7 separate regions of the Mus musculus genome follow, and all the other regions are linked to region 1. Evidence: chromatin contacts called from public Hi-C and promoter capture Hi-C data. All regions are on one chromosome and are shown on one strand. Each heading gives the region's core, a stretch centred on a gene start, on an enhancer-like site or on the middle of the called end of the contact. The rest is flanking DNA. Distances are from core to core; before and after follow the strand shown. Region 1 holds the start of Trp53bp2 (transformation related protein 53 binding protein 2). Region 2 holds the start of Lin9 (lin-9 homolog (C. elegans)). Region 3 holds the start of 1700056E22Rik (RIKEN cDNA 1700056E22 gene). Region 4 holds the start of Sde2 (SDE2 telomere maintenance homolog (S. pombe)). Region 5 holds the start of Pycr2 (pyrroline-5-carboxylate reductase family, member 2). Region 6 holds the start of Ephx1 (epoxide hydrolase 1, microsomal). Region 7 holds the start of Cnih4 (cornichon family AMPA receptor auxiliary protein 4).

Region 1 (3,257 bases), core at 303-2,802:
CTTTCTCTGTTCAGGGGAAGCTGATGGCAAGCTGCAAAGGTTTTTTCACAACAGTGAGATAAAAACACAGGAATAAAAAAGTTAACAAAACAGTCTATCATAACCAAGGTATGCGTTTTAAGATATTCACATCACAGCCCTAACTTAATAAATGAGACTAAACCATTAGTTACAAAATGCTAGTAATTCCAAATTTCTTGACTCTTAGCAATTGTAACCATCCCAAGCCACCTAATAACCTAATAACCAAAATATTATATATGTGTCCAACCTAGAAAAATTTAGGAACACCCTCCACAACGCAAAGGGGCAAAGAGACAGTATAGTATATTCTGCACGTGTAATTACAAAAAAACCAAAACAAAATAGAACATTGAAACACAAATTTTAACACTCTTTCTTGGATTTTATAAAAGCAAAAAAATTAAGTTGTTTTAAGTTTTTATCGTTTTGTTTTCTTAAACAAGTGATGCGATAAGAACGTGAGTTGATGAGGGGTTTAGGGATGGATATGGCTAAAATACGTGACCTTTCAAAGAATATATAAAAATTATTTTTTAAAAAAGGACTTAGGTTGACTGCGATTAATCCTGCTTGAGAGGAGAACAAATACAACACCCACGAGGAAATAAATACACGGCTGCAGGAGCCACCATAACCAGTCAGATCTTGTGCTTGCTAAGGGGGCTTTTCAGAAACACCTCCATTCAACCTGCAAGTCACCTGTGACGCTGGCCAAGTCAGATGCCAAAAGAATTCACTCATCTTTCTTAGAGGTCTTGCAGAAAAAAAGCTGGGGGAGCGGGGCACTGAAGTTTTCCTCTGAACTAAAACTTTCAAGGCTGCATTTACTAAAACCTGTTTCCACAAAGAGATAGATAGGGTGACATGGCTGCTATCACCAACATCAGATCGAAATTCAAGTTAAAAAAAAAAAAAACTGGCAGAAAGAAAAAGAAAGGCAAGCCTTTTCAAGCGCTATGCTTCACTTCAGTAAAAAGCCTCAAAACAATTCAAAGAAATAGGCTAAGAACAAGGTTCCCCGGCTCTTGACCTTCAAAACAAGCTTCCCCAAAGGTCTCATCCGAGAAGCAAAGTTTGGAGCAGCGGCCCGGGCTGCCGCACTGCCTGCGGGGCAGCATCGCGACCGTCGCGGGGACCCAGAGGGACGGAGCCTCAGAGCCTCGAAGCCCGAAGCTCCACCGGCTCCGCTGACCCGGCCCCCCCGCCCTGTACACTTCCGGGCCCCAGCACGCCCACCCGCTTACCGGCATCATTTTGGACCCGAACCGCATGGAAGCGGGGGTCTGGCGGCGGCCTGGCCGAGCAGAAGTGACCCGAGGGTCGCGGGCCCGGGGAAGCCAAGCGAGAACGAGGCCGCGCGCCCGGCGGCCGACCTGTTGCGAGGCAGCGGCGCTGGAGTCCCCTCAGCGGACCGGGACGCCACCGAGTCCGGGGCCCAATCCCCTCGCCCGTCTCCGGGACGCGGCTTTGTCTCGGCGCTCGCGACTCCCACCTCCTCCTCCTCCTTCTCGCCGAAACCAACTAATCCCGGCCGGGCCCCCACCGAGGCGCGCTGGCCCCGCCCCCCACGAAGCCCCGCCCGCGGCGCGCCCCAAGGCTTGAGGTAAGGGGGAGCGGAGCGCCAACCGGGCGGCGAAGGCGCATGCGCAGATGCTGGGGGCGGTGCCAGAGGGGGCGGGAACCTTTGCTCCGAGGGAGGAAGATGCAGGCGGCGGAGCTGCTCCTGAACGCGCCTCCAGGCGGAGCCAAGGCACGGGAGGGCGGCGCCGCAGGAGAACAATAATCGTAAAACGCGGGGATGGAGCCCAGGGCTGTGTCCCTCACCTCCTTGGCGGTTCCGAGTTGCTCAAGAGAGTTGAGCCCTTTGCCTTAGGAACCATGAACCAGCCACAAGGCGCCGGACGCCGAGGGGCCTGGGCGGCGCCGCCTCACACACCTGACTCAGGGCGCCCTGAGGGATCCGAGCGCCCCACAAGATGGAGACCTGCGAGTCCGCCGGGCCGGAGCACGTTCCTGACAGAAGGCGCTCTCGGATTTGTCCTCATCCCTCAGGCGATGTCCAAGACCCCCCTCTGAATGGCCTGTTACTTCTATAATGTAAGAAGGGAAAAGCCCTTCAGTGTTGAGAAGTGGGGGGGTTCCCTGTGTTTTGAACAGCACGCTCAAAGGATTTGAAAATGGGTAAAAACAGCTTTCTGGGGCGCTCTTCAGCTCATCACGACCTGTAAACACTTTTAACACAAGGACCATTTTTTGGAGCCGTCGAAGCTCACGCTGGGAAATTGGCAGTAGTTCGCTTTGATAGGGAGGCAGATAGTCGAGTCCATTATCCAGAGAGACATAGGCTTCAGGAACACTAACTCCACGAAGCTCATTTCACGTCAAGTAACCCGTGCAAGCTCATTTGGAATCAGAGGACAGAAGAGTCCCCAAAACGAAATGAAATGAAGCACCAGAATGTATACAGCTTCAAGAATGGAGCCAGCTGAATGTGGTAGCGTGCACTAGTAATCTCAGCGCTTGGGAGGCTGAGCCAGGAGAATTGCAGTGAGTTCCAGGCCAGCCTGAGCTGAAAGAGTAAGACCTTACCTCAAATGACACTTTTATAAAAATTAAATATAAATTGACCTGTGTGTGGCACAGATCTATATCCCCAGGTACTCAGAATGCTGAGGCAGGAAAATCCCAAATTTAAGGGTTCCCAGGGCAGCTTTAGCAGAATAGGTCTCAAAATGTAAACGGGGGGGGGGGGGTCCCTGGAGTCAGACATAGTTTAGTGATAGAGTGTTTAACATGAATAAACTCCTGGTTTTAATACAAAGCACAACAGAAAGAATGAGCACTTATTGTTTGTCGTCCCAGCACTAGAAGGCTGAGGCAGGACGTATCAAGAGTCTGAGGCCAGCCTGGGCTACATGCTCTGTCTCCAAATAAATAAACAACAAATAAAAGAATAATTATTTTTTTATTTTAACATATCCCTTACCCAAAAAAAAGAATCATCCAACTCCCAGTTAACATCATCCCAGCTACTCTATCATCCCAGCTACTCTATCTAAACATGAAATTAAAACTGATACAACTAGAATTACCCTGGGTTAAGTAAAGGAAGTCCACACCTTGACTTACTCAGTAAAATGTATCAAAATACTGTAGGTCTTCTAAGTACTGTGGATCCATCAATGAACAAAACAAAGCTGAATGGACAATAAAACCAGTCTACATACAGTCAC
Region 2 (3,257 bases), core at 419-2,918, 1.8 Mb after region 1:
ACGTTCTTTTGAGACTTAGCACTGGTCTAAATCAAAATTAAAACACAAACATTCTGAATACTGGCAACCTGAACTTCTGACTTAACAATATAAGAAATACACGATATCAAAGAAAACAGAATTAAGAGTTATCTCTCTTTTAAAGGCATATTTGCGTTGCCCACAGATACATCTTACAGAGTTCGAGTTTTTTCTTTGCTTTTGAAACGGGTTTCTCTGACCTGACTTCCTGTTGGGGCACACCAAATGGTTAAAAAACAAAACCACTACTTTATTTGTCATAAAAATGATACAATCGTTCTAAATACAGATTGCTCAGTTTGGAGGTTTGTTTGTTTGTTTGTTTTCCAAGACAGGATTTCTCTGTGTAGCCTTGGCTGTCCTGGAGCTTGGTATGTAGACTGGGTGGGCCTCGAACTCGGAGATCCACCTGCCTCTTCCTACCGAGTGCTGAGATTAAAGATGTGCGCCACCACACCTGCGAACCTTTCGTTGACCAAGGGCTACAAATACACACCACAGAGTACGTGTTGCTTCAAGACCATTTTGTAACTAAAATGCCTTTTAATAATGTGTGCAATATGAAAATTACAAAATTGTTCCCTTGTCCTTAGGTCGCAGAGTAGCTGGCTTTACTGTCTGCGGACAGGTGAACATCCGTCTCAGAGGTTGTGAGTATAGAAGGAGAAGTGAGGCAGTGAACAGGGGTGGGTGTCAGGCAGAATAACATACTTATATGGGCTGCGGTGCTCACATCCGTGTGTAATGCCCACCCCACAGTCTAGAGACACATCCACTCAGGAGGGAGACTGGGAATGGGGCTACCTCGGCACTGTATCCCGGCTGGATCATCTCCGGAAAGGTCCAGGGCCACCTGTAGTCCCAGGGGAAGGGGCCAAGCCTGTGTGACACGGAAGAAAACACTTCCAGGATGGACGCGGGGGGTCGGGGGGAGCGATCACAAGTGCCTGCAGAAGCAGGAGCCGTCAGAGGATCAGATCGGAGGCCCGGGGCACCAAGAGGGGCTGTGTCCCCGGTGCCCAGCCCGAGCCCTCCCGGCCCCCGGCCGGCGAGTTACATAACCGGGCGGGCGAGGAGGACGGCGCCCGCAACTGGGGGGCCGCTCTTCGCCCACCCCGGCCGGCGACAGCAGTCGCTCCGGGAGAGCAGCCGCCGACTCCGTCAGGACAGGCTGGACTCCCGGGCTTTCGGTTTCCGGCGCTGGCGCTCGCACAACCCCAGAAACAGACACACAAGACACCATAACAAAGGCGGCGACGCGGCGGCAGCGCCTGAGGAGGAAGGCCGGGGACTGCGGTGGGCTGGCGGCCATCCCACCTGCCCGGCAACCGGACTCGGCCGGTGCGACCCCGGGACGGGCAACCGGCGGGAAGGAGGGCTGCTCTGAGACGCTACTTACTCTCGTCAGGCAACTGGTCGAGCTCCGCCATCTTGAACGAGCCGCGCCGCTTTTTCAAAGGCTGCCCGCCCCGGTGCATTGTGGGGCGGAGACTGTCTGCGAGGGAGGTTCGAATGAGGAGCTCGCGGCCCGCGGCGCCTGCTCCCGCCAGGCCGTCCGGCTCCGCCCGAGCCCGGCGGGAGGGGGCCTCGGGGCCTCGCCCGCACCCCGGGCCGGGCCCGGAGGAGGACAGGGGACGCCTCGCCGAGAGGCCCGGTAGGGCCGAGCGCGGGGGGCGCGGCGCCAGCACCGATGCGCCCGCCCGCGCCGCCCCCCTCGCCTGCGCTCGCTCCCGGCGCGCGGCCCGCGCTGCGGCTGCGGGAACTGCAGGCCGGTTCCCGAGGGGAGCGGGACGCAGGCCCGGGCCGGTGGCGCGGCGGACGAGACCTGGGTTCCTGGTCGCTTGGCACGGAGGGGGCTCTGCCCAAAGTAACGTGGACTCGGCTCCCCAGATCGCGTTTCTCCGGCGCCCCGGCCCCTGCCCTTCCCCCCCACCGAGTGCCCGGGCCGCGGCGTCCGCTTCGCCTGCAGGTCACGGACGCGGGGTCCGGGCGGCCCGGGCCGGAACCTGAGCTGCGAGCGGCCGGGACGAGACCTTGAGAGGTCACCAAGTTGGTGTAGGCCGAGGGCTAGTGAACTGTCCTGCTTTCTTTCTCTAATGCGCTCCACCCGAGACCGGTAGTGAGCTGGGAGCCTCACAGTGACTAAGGATGCTTGGGGAAGACACAAGTGACACTAGCCAAGTGTAATGAAACTGGATGGGGATTCCTCCCTTGCTGAAAGAAGCCGGGAAAGATTTCACGGTTCCCATCTGTAACACTTTCTAGTATTTAAACCACGGTGGCTTTTCAACTACTATTTTTACAAGCGTGGTTGATCTCCGGGGTGGGTCTATTCTCCAGGGATTTATGAGGAGGGGGTAGTCGGCGAATGGAGAATTTAAAACAAAACAAAAACGAGTGGATGAGTGACTTCCACAAACTAAAAAGTTTAAAGATGGTTCAGTGAGGTGAGAGCAGATCTAGACAGGCCAGCCCAGGCTAAGTTGGGCTTGGTAAAAAGAATAAAGCGAGGTCTTAAGTAGTACGAAGGGCAGGCTTTCATTTCTTTTCTAGAACACATTCAAGAATGTGAGGCACAGGTTGGAGAAAGACAAGATGAGACTCTTGGGCGAGCAATAGAGTGGAAGACTTCAGGCTCAGGAAAAGGGCAGCAGGCTGTGAAAGTTAAGGGTGCAACTTGGGCTGCTACTTGTATCAGTCCCAGGCAAGCTTAATACTTGTGCTTCAACTTCTCCTCAGTAAAATGCAGGCAAAAATTCCACTCTTGCTTAATGAGTGGAAAGAACTTATAATGGCTCCTTGCAGCCAGCTGTTTGCTGCTACAGCCTCCAGTTTATAGACAGTAGGGAGTACCGCTGAATCTGGGGTGGAGGGAGGGGCAGGATGGAAAATCCACCTTTCGAGAGGTGAGGGGAAAGACTAGTGCGAGCAAGAGAAGCACATGGGTGCTGGCCCTTCTGGGCCCAGGGTAAGTGGGGGAGGAGGTGGGCGGGAAGTAAAACGTTGTAACAAAGTAACCTAGCCTTCTGAGAGAATCTAACCCCCCCTGAGCCTTCTGAACACATTCAGACCAGCCTGCCTCGTAACAGGAAACTGGTCCTGCTTGGGACTTGGGTGTCTTCATCAATTTGAAAATGAGATCGGGCATAATTTAACTCTCTGAGAATAAAAGAGCAGCAATCAACATGGAGGAAGCTGAGAGAGAAGAGAGAGGCAAGAATGGTGAAACCTAGTAG
Region 3 (3,257 bases), core at 421-2,920, 1.6 Mb before region 1:
CACAAGGCCACCCTATAACATAGCAATTCTGACTCCTCTACTAGAGAAATCAAACCCCAAGCAAGAGCCACTCATCTAAACGAACTTTAAGAGCTGACTGGAAAAACATCAAGGATCATCGGTCTATTCATGACCGTAACTGTTCTCTGAGACCGAGCCAAAGTGTCACCAGCAAAATCCACACACGCGCACCCAGGAGCACGTCCCCACCCGTGTAGGCATATCCCCACTGACTCGGGTTTCTCTCACCCACCTTTGGTTGGGAGCAAAGGATCAAACCTTCTGCCTGCCTCCCTCCCTCCCTCCCCTCCCCTCCCCTCCCTCCCTCCTTCCCTCTCCCTTGCGTAGTATTTTTTTTTTCAGAGCGAGTACTATTCCAAAAACTGTTAACTGTGTCCCAGCTGGAACATGAATGCAGTCAAAGTCTTTGCTATTTTGCTACCTGGTAAGGGGACATCCAGGATTAGTAGCCTATTCCCTAGGAGGAGAACCCGGGAACGACTTTCCAGAGACACAGGCTGGGACCGGTACCTCTTCACTGTGCTGCTGCTCACACACGGGCACAGAGCGCACTGAGATCTGCATCCTTGCAGCAGATAGCTCCAAAGCCAGTCTGGCCCGGGAAACCTCCCACAAAAATAGCACGAACCCCCTACCCCCTTTCTCGCTAATCTTCCTTCCACCACTAACAGGGACTGAAGAAAAACCAAGTGCTTAAAGAATGCTCCTTCCCCACTCCTGGGGCACGTAGCATCCCTATTCCGTGCCACCACTGAGCATCATGAGCAAAGCCTTGGGCTTTGAAAACTGCCATAAAGCATCTTAACCAAACCAAAACTCATTTCCCCTCTTCATCCCAGGGCAAGCAGAGCCAAAAGACTAAACCTTAGGATCTTCCTTACCTGACGTAGGTCCGTCTCTGTCTCTCTGACACTGTCTCTGTCTCTCTCTCTCTCTGTCTCTCTGTCTCTGTCTCTCTCTCTCTCACTCACACACACACACACACACACACACACACACACACACACATACACACACACACACACACGGAACCCTCCACCCTCCGGCTCTGAGTGACCCGTGATGTCTTCCACTTACTTCATCAATAAGCGTAGCCCTCTACCATCTGGCGCCCGCTCCAGCTATGCGCTCGCGCAGTGCGCCCCCATTCACTCAGCTTCATTGATCCCCAGCAGCAACACAGAGTTACTTTCTCTTTTGCTACAGCGTAAATGTAAGCTTTGGAGGGGGCGGGGTTGCCTCCGAGCGACGGCGCGATACGCCAATGAAGACCCAGAGGCTGCCGCCCGCTACATCACAGTGGTCTCTGACCAATAAGAAGCCGAGGAGGGCGGAGAAAGGGGCGAGGCCTCGCCTTGGGAGGGAGGCCGGCTCGGACCCGCTAGTGGGTTTGGTGTGTTAGAACGCGCGGGTGGTGATGTCATTGGCAACCAATCAAAAACTTAAAAGTGCTAGCCCGGGCCCGCTTGGAGCAGCGGCTCTCTATTTACATGTAAACCTAGGCAGCAGGACGCGGTTAACCCTTCCTGGGACTGAAGTGTCAATGGCTTGCTCTGGTCGCTCCGGCTGAAACTGGTTCTTCTGACCCTCCCCCGCCCCCTGTTGAGGACATCAGCCTCGCGGGGTCTCCATTCCGCCTTTTGACTCCAGGTGGAGTGTCCATCCAACTTTCCCCAGGCCGGAGACGACTCGAAGCCGGGTCCCTCCATGGCTGTGGCTGCGCCGCGCGGGACGTGAGCGTGCACAGGGCCGGCCTCCCCGCAGCCCCGCTTGGCCCGGCCCGCAGATGTCGCTGCCCCTCCGGCTGCCCTACTGCTCTCCCGCGCGGCGGCTGCGCGCCGTGCTCTTGTTCCCCTACTTCCGTGACCCTGTCACTCCTCCGCCGTCCCCAACCTGTTCTCAGGAGCCCGACTCCGATCCCGAAGGCGGCACTCCGGAGAGCTACTCGGAGGAGGACGCCTGGCTCTGTGAGAGCAGCCACTGGGGGCCGGTGTTGAAGGGCAGCGTGGGCGCCGTCCCGCAGAGCTGGGCGTGGCCGGGCCCTCCGAACGCCCCACAAGCCCCGCAGCCCAGGCACCGACCTCCTCCCAACGCGGTCCCCGCTTCTCCCGCGGCCACCTCCCCCTGTGCGATGTTTTGGAGCCCGCAGTCCATCCGCCCCCCGGTGCTGGGCCGCCCCCGGCCCTCAGTGGCGCAGGGCCCTCGGCGAGCCAAGGAGCGCCAGCCTGGAACAGCAAGCGCCGGCGGGAAGGAGCCAGAGCTCGGGTTGAACAGCCAGAATGAGCGGCGCTTGAGGAGCATGGAAGGGCCCACGCCAGCTCTCCCGATTCCCCGAACTTTGTCCATCAGAGGGGTCACTACTGGTCGGGGTATGTCACCGGTGAAGAGAAGTGGGAAGCTGAGCAAGCCTGCTAGCGCCTTGCCAGAAAAATATCAGGGAAGGTACAGAAGAATGACCCTGGAATTCAAAGGAGTGGAAAAGCCCAGATGAACTGTGATGAAGTTGCGTTAAAGAATCCTAAAGCAATAGAGCTTTTTATACCTCCCTACCCCCTCAGAGAGGAAGACCAAAATGTGAAGTAATTGAAGTGGAATAAAACATTATCAGCTCCGTGGCAGGTTCAGATGTCCTTAATGATGGGAGGCGTTTGCTTTAGGCCCCAGACATTCACCATTGCTGTTGATCTAGGATCATAAGGTGTCCAACCATCATCACCTTCGCTGACTAGCTCTGTCGATTCAGCATGATCTCCCTTGAGTTGAGCACTTCTACACAAGTGCACACTGGGGTTGGAAAAGGATTTTCTTTAGCCCCATTCTGTCTACACACCCAAATACACAGCACCCACACCCGAATGTCTGCACACGAGTGTCCAGGTCGCACCCTTTGGTCCTTAGATCTTTGAGGATTAGCAGGATCAGGCTAGTGGAGGAGGTAGGCTGTGCGCATTTTCCGTGGAACCCAGAAAAGAATTTCCCAGAGCACTTTTGTAGGTTATCTATATCCCTGAATATTTACTGCTGGGGTTCCCATTTACGGTTTGAGTTCTAGGTATTAGGTCTGATGCTTGTCTGTCCAGCCACATTTGCTGTGTTCATCACTGTGTACATTTGTAAACAGCAAACTCCCGTCCTTGCTCCGAAAAAGATGAAAAGATGCTTGTGGAAGTGGTTGGGGTATAGTAGAGCGAGGTTCTCTATTGACCGAAGGCTTTGGGAAGGTTGTGTTTGCTTTA
Region 4 (3,257 bases), core at 370-2,869, 1.6 Mb after region 1:
TAGTCACCTTTACTGATGTCTGTTAAGGCTAATGATCAACAGGGCAGAGGTCTTCCTCTCTCAGCGAGAGATAAAACTTCTTCATGGATCAGAACCGTTTTGCTTTAAAAAGTATAGCTTGAACTTGAACTATCTTGATTTTTCCTATTTCATCAAACTGTCCTTAGTAAGCTGCTTGCACTCACATTTACTGTTGTTAAGTAACAGACAGACTCAAATGCTCTCTGATAACTGCTTCTGCTTACCTGTTCTCCAAACTCAATTCTATTGGGGGTTTTTTCTGGATGTCTGGACTCCCATAGTCCATGTACAGTGCCTCTGTTAAATCTAAGGACGAGGTGATAGGAGGCTGTTTTGCTTTCAAGCAGGGTTTCACATAGTCCAGGCTGCCCCAAAACCACTATAGAGACGTGGCTAAGAACCCCCAAACCTCTCAAGTGCTGAGATTAGAGGCATACACCACCAGGCCCAGCCTTATTTCTGTGTCCTTTCAAAAAAGTGTATTTCCAACACTCCTCATTGTTAAGATTCTATTGTTTATGGATCAATTTTAAGTTTAAAAATAAAACTTGAAAATTATTCTTCAAATACATTGAAAAGTCACCTGTTTTGGAAAGTATCTGAATTCGAATGGCTAAAAAAAGGTTCTGTTTTTCTTACTAGACCGCAGAATAGAGAAGAAAACAAAGGCTAGATGTGGTGGGACACACCAATAATCCCAGCCCTCCAGTATGTTCAGAACATCCTGGGCTACAAGGAAAGACTTTCTTGTCCTTGTTTTTTAAAGGACAAAGAAATTAGAAAATCACATATTCTTCTTGGAACTCATCCAAGTCTCTTTAGGAACAGATTTGGTATTTTAACATTTGTTATGTTTCTACATAACAAGCAGAGAAAACAGACTACAACGAAGGCGCAGTCATACAGAAAAACTGTTCTATACCAAACGCCCAGATTAAAATTAGACTCAGGGAACCCAGTAAACTCTTTAGATGATTGAAGAGGTTTGAGATTTCCTAGTCAGTATAAGCCTGCTTCTTTGGGAATTAAAGCTTAAAACTTTAGAAGCACTTAACCAGGGTTTTATATCCACATGGCAGAGTCTAAAGAGGCCCAAGAATATCTGTGAGTGATTGGCTCTGTCAGGATGACTCCATATCCTTCTCTAACCGTTCTTTGGCCTGGATGGGTGTCCTGAGGGTCGGTAAGAAAGCATATTCCTATCTATAATGTGAATGTAAGAAGAGAACCTTAAAGGTATCATTTGGGGGGATAAAAGAAACAGAACGAGAGTTTGTAGTCGAGGTTGGACAAAGCGCAGTAAATGGACGGAGATTCTCTTACGACGTGGGGACAAAACAACGACTGCCATAGACTAGCAGAGGAATGTCCCCATATTAGTCAGAAACACCCAACGACGAACCCAGCCTGGCTTGGTGATCTCTTTCCCCCATTTCCCGGGAACCGCCATCCTCACCTGTTCCTGGCAGTGTCGGTAGATCACATCGCGCACGGAGCACCCAACCGAGGCACACGGCAGCGCCTTCCACACGGTACCGGGGCCGCGAACCCACGCCACCACCGCAGCCTCCGCCATTTCGTCTGGTGACGGAACCTCTGGACTGCGACAGGCACTAGGCGACACAGCCATCCGGTCGCATCTCGATGACGGAAGGCCTCGTCTTCCAGCGCCCCGCCTCCCGGGTTTCCACCACTCACCCCCGCCTTTCCGGAAGGCGGTCACGTGGCCCGGCGTCACGCGAGCTGGCGTGGGGGAGGGGGACAGGAAAGGCCTGCCTGAGGCCGATAAGACCGCGGAGCGCTGGAGCTAGGCGTTGCTAGGGGCGGTTGCTAGGGCGGGGCTCAAGGGACTGGCTATAAAGGGCGAGCTCTGGGCGCGGTTGCTGCGCTTGGGCTACAGCGCTTTGGCTGGGGGTGATAAGCTGCCCGTGGCTCCGCCCAGCGCCGCAGGCCAGCGCGCCACTCCGGTTTGTGCAGCTATTTTTGGGATTGGGAGGGCTGTGTCCCAGGCAGCCACTGCTTCCCGGTGCTGCGGGGAGAAAAACGGCTTCCTCTACCCGCGAGGCCTCCCAGTCCTAGAGAACGGCCCCCAGTGGTCCCCAAACCGCAGCCCCGGCCTGCGTAGTTCCCTAGAGGTTTATGTTCATTTCCTGAACCCCCCTTCACGTTCCTTCCATCACGTTCGGCTCGTTCCTATTTTTGCATGTTTGCGCTCTGCGCTGTCCCCGCTTCAGCTGTGTTTTCAAAATATTTCACAGCAAATGGGCCCTTGTGAACGGCAGGGGCGGGAGTGACGTTTATAGCCATACTGCTTCCAAAAACCCCCGCTGTAACGTTCTTTCTGTGCCCTGGGAACACTCGCGCAGATTTTACAGAGAACAACTTTAAGGTTCGGGTGCTGAGGGAGGCCCTTAATATTTAATATGCTGAGATGATGTTGTCTCTGAAATACTAAACAATTTAAAAGCTGCTAGCATGAAGCTGGGAGGATTATCGGGAGGATAACTCAGTCTCCTGAACACAGATGCCCTGGCCCGCAGAGCCATATTCTCGGCTGTTAAGATGCAGGCCGATGGAACTAATCGCTGAGGAGAAAGCACAAAATCTTGAAATCCTTTAACTGTGAAAATGAACAAAAATAGGACTTGCAGTTCTGTGGAGTTATAGATCTGTTGGTGCACACAGGCGGGAAAGCGGGCCTCCATGAAGATTCCAGGAGATGAAGAATAATTACACAAAGCATGTTGTGCATAGAAGCAGTATTTTATGAGTGTTGTAGTAGTAACCCAGAGGCCTACAGGCGTCTCATCCGATACGTAAGCAGGACAAACTGGGAAGCATGTGACCTTCCAGACAAACTGGGAAGCATGTGACCTTCCATCTTTTCCCATTCTGTCCGTTAGCATGTGGTCCTAACTGCTAATTTATTTTTTTCACCTTTTGGGAATCAAATGACCATTTCAAGAGCCTGGCAGCTTCTTCTTCTGCAAGGAACCAGATCATGGTCAGTTTAGGGTTATGTAACATTTCTTTGTCAGAATAATGCTTTGTAAGCTGGAAAGTCCCAGAAGGATTCCCTTCTAACAAGAAAAGTCCACGTCATTTATTACAACTATCTACTACTGCTCTCCAAAAACCTAATGTCTGAATGAATTCACTCTTTACCCCTCGGTTATATTTAAATCTCTGTTATGAAGAAGACCCAAGCAACCAGCAAGCATTTGTCATTTAAAATA
Region 5 (3,257 bases), core at 475-2,974, 1.5 Mb after region 1:
CCTGCACGTCGGCTCCAATCTCATCCAGGATGAAGGGGATGATGTGGGGCTTCACAGCCAGGAACAGGACGTCGCTGTGCCGCACAGTGTCCTTATTGCTTCGGGTCAGATTCACACCCATCCTCTGCAGTAAGGAGTAGGGGACCCTGTCCGTAATGCTAGGTAATATGGCTGAGCCCGTGCCACCCATAGAATAGCAGACCCTCTCTGTCAACTGTAGCCAACACTCTGTTCTGTGCCTTCAGGGCTCCGTGACTATCCCCAAATGGCAGCTTTCCTTTCCTGCCACCGGACAAATAGGTACAAAATGGTAAGCTGCTCCACCATGGCCAGGAAAGTGGCTGTCCCCTCAACCCCAGCAATCTCGAACCTCTCTGCCAGGTGAGAGAGAACTGATGGAAAGAGCTGAGCACCCAGAGTCTGGAAGCAGAGCTGCAAAGCCCACTCCCAACCTCACAGCTGTTTACCGGAGTAACAAGTCTCCACGGGGCCCCCTCTAGGGCTCTGAGGTGCATAGCTGGGGTCCTACAGCGTTGGGGACATAAGCCTATACTAGGCACAAACAGTATCCACAGTGCTTCATCTGCTCACCTGTCCCACATTGGCCAGATGTTAGAAGACTTGGGACATTAAGCTTTATTGAATAAAGAAACTACGTAACTCACCAAGTCCCCTAGCAACGCTGTCATTTACAACATCGGTAAGCAGAATTTTCCAGACTTAGAAGCCAACACGGGCTATGCAGTGAAATTCAAAGCAGACTAACAAAAAGAACCTTTTTTTTTAAAGAATTATTTATTTATTATATGTAAGTACACTGTAGCTGTCTTCAGACACTCCAGAAAAGGGCATCAGATTTTGTTAAGGGATGGCTGTGAGCCACCATATGGTTGCTGGATTGAACTCAGGACCTTCGGAAGAACAGTCTGTGCTCTTACCCGCTGAGCCATCTCACCAGCCCAAAAAGAACCTTTCTTATATGCCTACTTTCACCCCAGTAGGATCCGACACTAACTTTGCCTGGGAGCTCCCACCACACAAGGCTGCCTCAGAGAAGGTGCAGGGCTTACAATGATGACTTCCCTAAAGGAGAGTCGGAGCCTGCCAGACTCAGGGCATCTCCGGACACGCTTTTCCTGGGCCTCTTCCTCTTGCCCACTTCCCTCCATCCCTCCTAGCCTACCCTGAGCGCAGACACCGTGGGCAGGTCCATATCCGGGGAGCTGGCTATTATCTTGTGAGCCGACAGGACGCCTACAGAAAACAAAGTTTTTCAACTGTAGATCATGGCCCAATCATGCAGTCCATCAATGGAAGCCAACAGCAGCTCTAGCAGTGCCGGCCTCCGACGCTATGCTCCCAGCAGATGGATGCAAATCTACCATCCATTCACATTCACTCATCGCCCACCCACCCACTCACTCACTCGTTCACTCTGGTGAGAGGGAAGGCTGACCACGCGCTCACCCGCGGCCGTGAAGCCCCGCGCCAGAGCACAGGCCAGCTGGCCTGCGCCGATGAAACCCACGCTCATGGCCGCAGGATCCCGGCGAGCGCCGATCCGGGGACTCTGGGGATCCCGGGGTCAGTGTCCGCGCGTGGAAAAAGATGGACCCGAATTGCTCGGAACAGCTTTCAAACCGGGATGCACCAGATGAACTGCTAGAGAGGCCCCAAGTATCCCAGAGCATCCACCGCCAAATACGCAGCCTCCGGTTGGCCACGTGTCCAAGGCAACCAATCCGAGGCTCGGGTCTGGGGCGGACCAATCGGCATCGCCGTCAGGCCGTGCGCCCGCCTCCTGATCGCGCAGCGGGTGGAACCTGTTAGCTCCGCTGGTGCGGGTCTGCTTGGCCCTGCCTGGGACACTGGTAATTCCTGGTTAGAAGAGTTGGTTTCTAACTCTGGTTCAGGAGTGAGATCTCCAAAACGCCTATTAGAGATGTACCCCTCATGGACACCAGGCTACAGCTAGCCAGCTTCGGCATGCTCCTTCCGAAGTAGAACTAGGTAGAAAAGACGAATTACTAGATCATGATTTGTTGATTTATTTAGTGATTTCCTTAAAGCACTGCTTGCACGGCCTGTTGGCCAAGCATGACTTCTCTTGCTACCCGGAACAGGGCGACCTGGAGAAACAGCTGAGACAGTGAGAAATGACTGCTTGTTTGTCCACCCCACCTTGTGGTTTTAGAGTATACAAAGAGACCCAGCATCGAAGCTTTTCAGGAGCTGTCCCGAATCACCAGTGACATCTCCTCTCTTCCATTAGAATTGTATTGTTTATTCCCAGAAAGATTTCTCGAAACATGTCCAGACGCACCAGAGGGCTCAGGAACAGCCACAAGTTGGGTTTGACTTTTGGAAAGTGTTTCACTATGTAGCCCAGGCTGTTCTTGAACTAGTGACCTTCCTGCCTCATCCTCTTGAGGGATGGGATTATAGGCGTGTAGTACATACATTTCTATAGTATACCAATCATAAGCAGTTTCCCAACGCCACCGAAACGTTATTTTACACAAGATTCTAACGTGTATTTATTCCATTAATGGACGAACCAAACAGTTAAAGTGGAACGATTTTTTTTTTCTGGCCAGAATCTCTTGCTTTGTTGCCCAGGCTAGACTTAAGTTCCTGAACTCAATGGACCTTCCTACCAGTCTTCCTAGAATTGGAAACTACATACATACTATCTGCTTTCTTGTATTCTGCTACAGTGAGGTAGATGAATAGCTACCTTCCCACCCAGCCATTTGGGACACACCCTCCAGGAGTGCCCCACCCTGACCCTACCGTCCAGCCCTTCCCTTCCGGACCTCCCAGCCAATAGGAAAACCAGTTCAGCCTCCTCCCTCCCCTCTCCCCGGGTTCTCCGCCCCCAGCATCATTTTTATCAGTGCCTCAGGGCCTTCACCCTTGTCTTATCCTTAAGTAACACGCCTGCCCCTTCTGAGAATTAGGAAGAACCAGACAATGGGACAGAGTACTGAGGTGTCCCAGGCTAGGCAGATGGCCAATCTGCAGCAGCCAACCCTCCCTTAGCTCCCTGTATTACACAGGAATCCATGTCTATTACCCAAAAATTAGGTTCAGTAGAAAGCTATGTCTTTCTTTTTCTTTCTTCTTTCTTCTTTCTTCCTTCCTTTCTTTCTTTTTTCCTTTCTTTCTCTTCTCTCTCTCTCTCTCTCTCTCTCTCTCTCTCTCTCTCTCTCTCTCTCTTTCTTTTTCAGTATTTCAGATGAAACCCCGGCCTTTTA
Region 6 (3,257 bases), core at 386-2,885, 1.4 Mb after region 1:
TGGAGTGTGTCTGAGTTTCCAGCTGAAACCAATCCCTTCTTCCCTGTGCTGCTTTGATCACGATATTTTATCTTAGCAGTAGGAGACCTAACTAAGACAAGTAGGTTTATCACATTCACAGGATGATACATCCATCACCAGCAACTAGTGTTATGGTTTTGTCTTTTCTTTTCTTTTCTTTTCTTTTCTTCTTTCTTTCTTTTTTTTTTATTTTTAGTTATTTTCTTATTTTTTGAGACAATGTAATTTTTTTTATTTATTGTTATATGTAAGTACTGTAGCTGTCTTCAGACACACCAGAAGAGGGCATCAGATCCCATTACAGATGGTTGTGAGCCACCATGTGGTTGCTGGGATTTGAACTCAGGACCTTCCGAAGAGCAGTCGGTGCTCTTAACCTCTGAGCCATCTCACCAGCCCCTTTCTTTCTTTTTCAAGACAGGGTTTCTCTGTGTGACCCTGGCTGTCCTGGAACTTTCTCTGTAGACCAGGCTGGCATCATAGTCAAAGATCTGCCTGCCTCTGGCTCCTACTCAAGGAATGCTGGGAATAAAGGTGTAGCCACCATTGCCCAGCACATTAGAATGTTTCCATCTACACTTTGTTAAGAACAATACGTTTACTGCTTTGCTGAATGGCTGGAGGCAGCGCTCCTGTGGGAACAGTTTAGAGGGCGCTATGAAACAAGCCTGGACTATACACTGCAGAGGAGGACGGCAGGTGTGCAAACGGTGTGCTGGGGAGGGGAAGGAGCTGCAGTACCTGGAAATCCCAGGTTCCCAGAGAGGATTGAGGACACACTATCCAGGAGTTCCACGGAGGCAGGAATGAGTTGAATGTGTTCACTGGAGAGAAACCGGCTCTCCGTTAGAACGGAGAGGGTTTGGGCCATGATGAGCAGCGAAGGAGGCTGGAGATCAGAGGTGAGAGGTGAAAATAGGATCCCTACGCTTCACATGTGTGTAGGATGATAAACCTGGACCCCGCGGCAGGCACTGCTAGGCCCTCACAGTGGTGTGCCTGGTCATCTTGTCTGTGTGGCTGCTGAAGCCTGAGAAGGTTCTAGGCGAGTCTTAGGAGGGCCGCGGGGGTAAAGACAGGGCACTGGGCAGGCTGGCTAATGGAGAGCAGGTTAGCCCCAAGGGTGCCAGGAACTGTGGTTGTCCTACTCCTGCTTGCTGGCTAGGCAGCGCTCTCTCCCTCCTCCCTGTGCTGGCCTCTGCTTGGTGTCCATGCCTCCTGGGCTTCAGATCAGCCAGCCTCACAGGGTGCACTTAACGACAAACTTCAGGTTTGTGTGTTCATTCCACACTTCACTATTTTATTTGTGGTTCTGGGAATGAACTCCAGCGCCTTGCCCACGCGAGACACTCTACCCTCAAGCTTTATCCCCAGATGTTTGCTCACTGACTGGTTCGCTTATAAAATGGTTACAACGAACTGCTAGGAAGGTGAGAGGAAGGCTGTAGCACCAGGCCAGCTTGGGCTCTTGTGTGTAGAGTCCACAGACTGCAGAGTTTAAACTGCCAATACCCTGTTCAGAACAGCAGACTTTGCCAGAATAGGTGAAACACCTTAGCTAGATGCTCAGCTAGCCTTGGCCAACCAGCCAACTCGGGGGTGGGGCCAAGGCCTGGGCGGGGCTAGTGGGGGCGGGGCTAACAGGCAGCTGGTGTCACCAGCTCAGCAGCAGGCAAAGAGGCTCAAGAGGAGTTTGAGAGTGGAGGAACTGCACACCAGCCGCCGCGGGAGTAGGAACCCGAGAGCGACCCTGACAGTAAGCTCCGGGGACAGCAGCGGCACTCCAGCGTGAGAGTTGCGAGGGCTTCGCGTATCTCCCGCAGCTAAATGCGCTTCCCCTTATCCTAAGACCGATCCAGGCGTGCAATAGGCCATGCTTCTTAGTCCTGCATCTGATGCTCCATCCTCTTCCAGGGGCGTCAACCCCTTGCTTGCGCTTCGGAAGCAAGGGGTGGGTGCTGCGCCTGACAGCGATGCTGGCTCCTCAGCCCCCTGGTTTCCCCGCCCGCCCGCCCCCCCATGCATGTTTGTCCCTTGGGTTCCAGGCTTGCTACTTGCCCAGGCACCTGAGCCAATCCAGGTAGCTGAGGGCGCCGTCCAAGTGACTCTTAATTTTAACTTCTCCAGTCTGCACCTCCCGTCATTTAAACTTCCGGCGGCCAGAAGTCTGGATAGCCTTTCTGGCATCTGGTTGGCGGGATCAGGAGGGAGGTGGAGGGATCCGGTATGTATGCATGCGCGTTGACAGTAGGGCTGTGCCTTTGCTGGCATTCTGTGCTGCTGGCAGGATTGTAGAGATGGACATCTGCGACATTTGCTTCTCTGCCTCCGATTTCGGCCTGATCTTTTTTTTAAAGTCGCAGAGCCCCAGAGGCTCACATTGTTTTTACTGTGACAGTGACTTCCTCCCTCAAGTGGAGGCTTTCACTGGCTGTGCGTGGTCTGACTTCACACAAGACTTGAAGCTGAGGGGGCTGGGGGGAAGGGTGGAACAAAAACGTGGGCGTGTTCAGCAAAGACTTTCCATTCCCTAATACCCACACCAGGCGGGCCACGTGAGGGCTTCCTGTGTCCCTAAAGAAGTATGTTCAGTGCAACCGTGCTCAACGACACGGACTGACTGTTCAGACACTGCCCCCCACCCACCCACCCTGGGGATAGCAGGGAATGTGTTCTCATGGGCTCTGGGAGCTTTTGAATGCAGACAACAAACAAAATTCAAGGTCCTGGGTCAGATCCCCAACACCACATAATAAATAAACATATCTTTGTAAAATATAAATTATATTTGTGAGCTGTAGGAAATAGGAGGTCATAAAGAGGGAGCAGGACTGTTGACTAGAGAGGAAGAGGCCACACTTTCACACTCCAGAGGGTCAGGAGGGTCAGGAGTGCGCCTCACTACTCAGTATCCAGCTGCACAAGGCTGAGGAGAACATGCAAAGGCCCTGAGGCAGAGGTGCGCCTGCTGTGGGTGGCTTTTATGTCCTCAGTTGCCCTCTGGAAGAGAGACCAGAGTCAGTGAGGAGGCTCCAAGCTTTCAGCTGCCCCTCCGACCAAGAAAACAAGATTTCCCTAGACCCTCGGGTGCTCCTGGAGTCAGCTGGGTGACCTTCAGCACCATCCCTAATCCCCATGTTATCTGGTGTGACTGCACCAGCCTTTGGCTGTGCCTTACACACCTGCTGCCCAGATGAACTGAGAGGGAAATGCATGGGGAACAGAGGGAGGGATTT
Region 7 (3,257 bases), core at 283-2,782, 1.3 Mb after region 1:
CTACTCTCTGTAACGCAATTACTCCAACAATCCTACAACACTGTAAAATCTGAATTCTCACCAAAATGTGCCCTGACTGTGTAACCACTGTTCAACATTCCAGCTAACATGTACATATATACATGATCTGTTATACACCAAGACTGTTTTAATGATCAAATTTTCCAAACTACAAAAATAATAAAAAATTGTTGTTGCATTTCTGTCAAACAGCTCTGGTCCCTTATATCATAAGCTAAACAATGGTCATTGGAACTTAGGTAAGAGATCTTGCCCTTTTATTCAGTTCCTCAAAGCTAATAAAACACAGGGCTCTTTGCATGAGAAATCATCAAAGTAAGAACTGCTGCTAGATAATTTCAATTGGGCAGCCACTGGGTGTTTGACACAAATTCTCACTGTGTATATTTAGGAAATACATATCTACAATCCTAAAGAAAATCGAAGCAGGTAAGATACAGTACTGGGCAAGGTTCATAGTTCCAAAGTTTGTTTCTTCCTATTAAGACAAACTGTCAGTTCATCATAAAAGCGGGAAATATATTCTGTGCAGCCATTCCAGGGCTGCACAAACAAAAAGTTCAATTCGATCAGAAAAGAGGACGTGATTTCATAGGGAAAGGGGCAACAGCCACAGGTCCTGGAGCACTTTACTAGTCATATCTAATTACTTAAAAGTGGTCTGTGCATTACACTACTGCATTACAGCAGCGTGCTGTAACAAAGACTATCATCCCCCAAGGACTGAGAGTACTGAAGTCACATCACACAACTACTACAGTGCTAGGCTGAAGAACACCATGTACTGGTCTGGAAAATACTGTTTGAAACCTGTAACAGAAACAACTATAGAAAATACTGAATGTTAACACGGATTTTATATATATATATATAAAGTTTAGAAACTGGGGATTAAGCCACAGGTATAGTTACTGAGTTTACAGATAGTCCACTGCGGAAGGCAACCAGAAACACTTTGTGGATGCTTCTTTCAAAAACCCTAAAGAACTGCACGTGAAGGAAGCACACCGCCAGTTCTTGGAATGAGTCATCTCCTGGGTGTGGGGAGTCTCCAGAAGGGCAGACACCCACAAGGACAAAGGGGCAAGGGTGCTGCCGGGGACTAGAGAAGGCGGCAAAGCCTCAGGCCGGCCGGCTATGCCCCTGAACGGCTTCGCTCTCTCGGGGACCCCCGGCGGCCCAGGCAGGCGAAGAGGAGGCAGGGGGAGCTGGCTCAGGCCCGCCCGAGGCGCAGCGAGGCTCCTCCGCTCGCGACCCGGGCCCGCGCCGCCGCCCCCTCACCCCAACCTGCCAGCGCCCGCCGGGCCCACCCTCTGCCCATTGCCCCGGCGGTAGCCCTGGGAACGAGCGGCGGCCGCGGCCCGCTTCAACCAAGGATACGAAGTAGACGGAGAGGAAGATGAGCGCGCAACAGTCGAGGAGCGAGAAGAGGAACACCACCGCCTCCATCCTCCGCCGCCGCTCCGCCCGTCAAACCAGCTTCGGGCCGCGCCGCTGGGATAGGCGGCATGCCGGGAGTTGTGGTCCAAAAACGCCACCTCCGCGACGCGATGCATGATGGGAAATGAAGTTCACTAGTGCCCAGGGAGCATAGCAGGTGGACCTCACCCTCATTTAGTATCCACTGCATGAAGTTACTCACCCTGTATGAAATTTTCTGTCTCTCTTTTACTTTGTATCCATCCTTCCTTGCCTATCATATGAAATTTTCTGTCTCTCTTTCACTTTGTATCCATCCTTCCTTGCCTATCATTGTTGGTTTCTGTGGAATGCGCTTTGTATGCGAGTGGTATGATCTTGCTCTGTAAGCCCAGCCTGGCCTCTAACTTGGGTCTCTTTGCATTGGGATTATTGGCATAGGTCTCCACACATGGCTGCTTTAACGCCTGTTCTCTACCCTCCTGCATTCTATAACTTTTCATCTCAAATACAAAGCCACTGAGTTCTGCTCTTCAGTTCCTGACCTGTTTCCCCAGCACTTACCCAGTTGCTTGCCAATTCTTGATAACAGCAAGCTTTCTCACCTCTGAATTTGAAGAATTTTACAGAATCCAGTTATCAACCTTTTTTTAAAGAGGGAGGCAAATAATTTTTACTACACCCTTACTATAGACCAAGAGCTACTGTACACTTCAAGTGCAGAGATGAACAGAGCAAACAACTGCTCTGGTGGTTAAAAGGGCAATAAAGTAGCAACTAAATATTCAAAACAGAACTTGGGTGGGTTCTGTTGCCTTTGGAAGCCAATTCCAGCAGCCATTCACTCGCTCATCCATTTATTTAACTTTCATTTTAAATTTAAATTTAAAGCAGGTAGTGTATGTGAGGCACTGTTCTAGGTCTTAAGAGACACAATGAACAGAGAGGGGAGGCACCCACAAGCCTGCACCTTGCATAGTAAGTGTAGGGGAGATAGAATAAACCACAGAAATTAAAAGCAGTCCCAAGTACCCTGAAGGGCAGGAAGAAACCCCTGAAGAGCAGCAGAGACCAGGCTGAGGGTTTCACACAGGGTTGGACGATTTACAAGGAGCAGAGAGGCCCAAGACAGTAGGCACTTGCTGTGCTTAAAAAGAAAAAAGAAAAAAAAACAGGATGGGGTAGGGGGTGTGCTGGAGGGATGGCTCCCTGGATTCCATTCCCAGAATCTGGATGGCAGCTCACAACTGTCTGTAATTCCATCTCCACGGATCCAGCACCCTTTTTACCACCACACTGGGCCTGTCCTACATCCCTTAGATGGTCTTTTATCCTGAGAAAATGTAATAGCTCACACCACAATTAACCACAATTATTTTGTTTGTTTGTTTAAATTTTTTAATGTATGGGTGCTCTACCTGCATATATGTCTGCATGCCAGAAGAGGGCATCAGATACCAATATAGATGATTGTGAGCCACCATGTGGTTGCTTGGAATTGAACTCAGGACCTTTGAAAGAGATGTCAGTACTCTTAACCACTGAGCCATCTCTACAGCACACACACACACACACACCCCACCCACCCCCACCCCCGCTAACCACAATTATTAAATTACCATTTCCCATTATGATGAATTTTGTCTTAATTCTACCTAAAACTCAAAAGCATTGTTGCAATGTCAAATACCGGGAAATGTAGCATCAGGCTTTTCCACCTGCACACAAGCTCCCCAAGATAATGACTTAATGCTTCGGGTTATTCTCTAGCTCATAACTTAATTACCCAGCTTTTTTATTCTAAGTCCCGCTACATA

What was found. Promoter capture Hi-C pulls out the DNA fragments that hold promoters and counts their contacts. Hi-C and Micro-C count contacts between places; a contact is called where the count stands out from the background.
Region 2: a contact with region 1 is called in a promoter capture Hi-C map of pre-B cells, with 2.5 times the contacts expected there. The contact joins the promoter of Lin9 here to the promoter of Trp53bp2 in region 1. A contact is called at or near these places in 2 of 39 promoter capture datasets (liver and pre-B cells).
Region 3: a contact with region 1 is called in a promoter capture Hi-C map of embryonic stem cells, with 93 times the contacts expected there. The contact joins the promoter of 1700056E22Rik here to the promoter of Trp53bp2 in region 1. A contact is called at or near these places in 2 of 39 promoter capture datasets (embryonic stem cells and hippocampal neurons) and 1 of 115 datasets of contacts at active chromatin or transcription factors (astrocytes).
Region 4: a promoter capture Hi-C map of embryonic stem cells shows a contact between it and region 1, with 8 times the contacts expected there. The contact joins the promoter of Sde2 here to the promoter of Trp53bp2 in region 1. A contact is called at or near these places in 3 of 39 promoter capture datasets (embryonic stem cells, hippocampal neurons and pre-B cells).
Region 5: a contact with region 1 is called in a promoter capture Hi-C map of pre-B cells, with 3 times the contacts expected there. The contact joins the promoter of Pycr2 here to the promoter of Trp53bp2 in region 1. A contact is called at or near these places in 4 of 39 promoter capture datasets (the HPC-7 cell line, embryonic stem cells, hippocampal neurons and 1 more) and 1 of 115 datasets of contacts at active chromatin or transcription factors (astrocytes).
Region 6: a Hi-C map of B cells shows a contact between it and region 1, with 6 read pairs. The contact joins the promoter of Ephx1 here to the promoter of Trp53bp2 in region 1. A contact is called at or near these places in 3 of 39 promoter capture datasets (the 3T3-L1 cell line, cranial neural crest and hippocampal neurons) and 1 of 484 Hi-C or Micro-C datasets (B cells).
Region 7: a contact with region 1 is called in a promoter capture Hi-C map of embryonic stem cells, with 8 times the contacts expected there. The contact joins the promoter of Cnih4 here to the promoter of Trp53bp2 in region 1. A contact is called at or near these places in 5 of 39 promoter capture datasets (cranial neural crest, embryonic stem cells, hippocampal neurons and 2 more) and 2 of 115 datasets of contacts at active chromatin or transcription factors (astrocytes and embryonic forebrain).

Annotation. Positions count from the first base shown.
Region 1 is chr1:182,407,462-182,410,718 of GRCm38.p6, reverse strand. Trp53bp2 (transformation related protein 53 binding protein 2) reads right to left here and starts at 1,552. Exons shown (of 18, transcript NM_173378.2): 1 at 1,269-1,552. The coding sequence starts at 1,295.
Region 2 is chr1:180,639,561-180,642,817 of GRCm38.p6, reverse strand. Lin9 (lin-9 homolog (C. elegans)) reads right to left here and starts at 1,668. Exons shown (of 15, transcript NM_001103182.2): 1 at 1,421-1,668. The coding sequence starts at 1,499.
Region 3 is chr1:184,032,411-184,035,667 of GRCm38.p6, reverse strand. 1700056E22Rik (RIKEN cDNA 1700056E22 gene) reads left to right here and starts at 1,670. Exons shown (of 1, transcript NM_028516.1): 1 at 1,670-2,636. The coding sequence starts at 1,808. The coding sequence ends at 2,512. Dusp10 (dual specificity phosphatase 10) reads right to left here and starts at 1,287. Exons shown (of 4, transcript NM_022019.6): 1 at 1,099-1,287.
Region 4 is chr1:180,849,513-180,852,769 of GRCm38.p6, reverse strand. Sde2 (SDE2 telomere maintenance homolog (S. pombe)) reads right to left here and starts at 1,619. Exons shown (of 7, transcript NM_145943.1): 1 at 1,478-1,619. The coding sequence starts at 1,597.
Region 5 is chr1:180,902,741-180,905,997 of GRCm38.p6, reverse strand. Pycr2 (pyrroline-5-carboxylate reductase family, member 2) reads right to left here and starts at 1,724. Exons shown (of 7, transcript NM_133705.2): 1 at 1,468-1,724; 2 at 1,184-1,254; 3 at 1-124. The coding sequence starts at 1,534.
Region 6 is chr1:181,015,947-181,019,203 of GRCm38.p6, reverse strand. Ephx1 (epoxide hydrolase 1, microsomal) reads left to right here and starts at 1,635. Exons shown (of 9, transcript NM_010145.3): 1 at 1,635-1,777.
Region 7 is chr1:181,149,206-181,152,462 of GRCm38.p6, reverse strand. It overlaps Cnih4 (cornichon family AMPA receptor auxiliary protein 4), which reads right to left and starts at 1,532. Exons shown (of 5, transcript NM_030131.3): 1 at 1,402-1,532. The coding sequence starts at 1,470.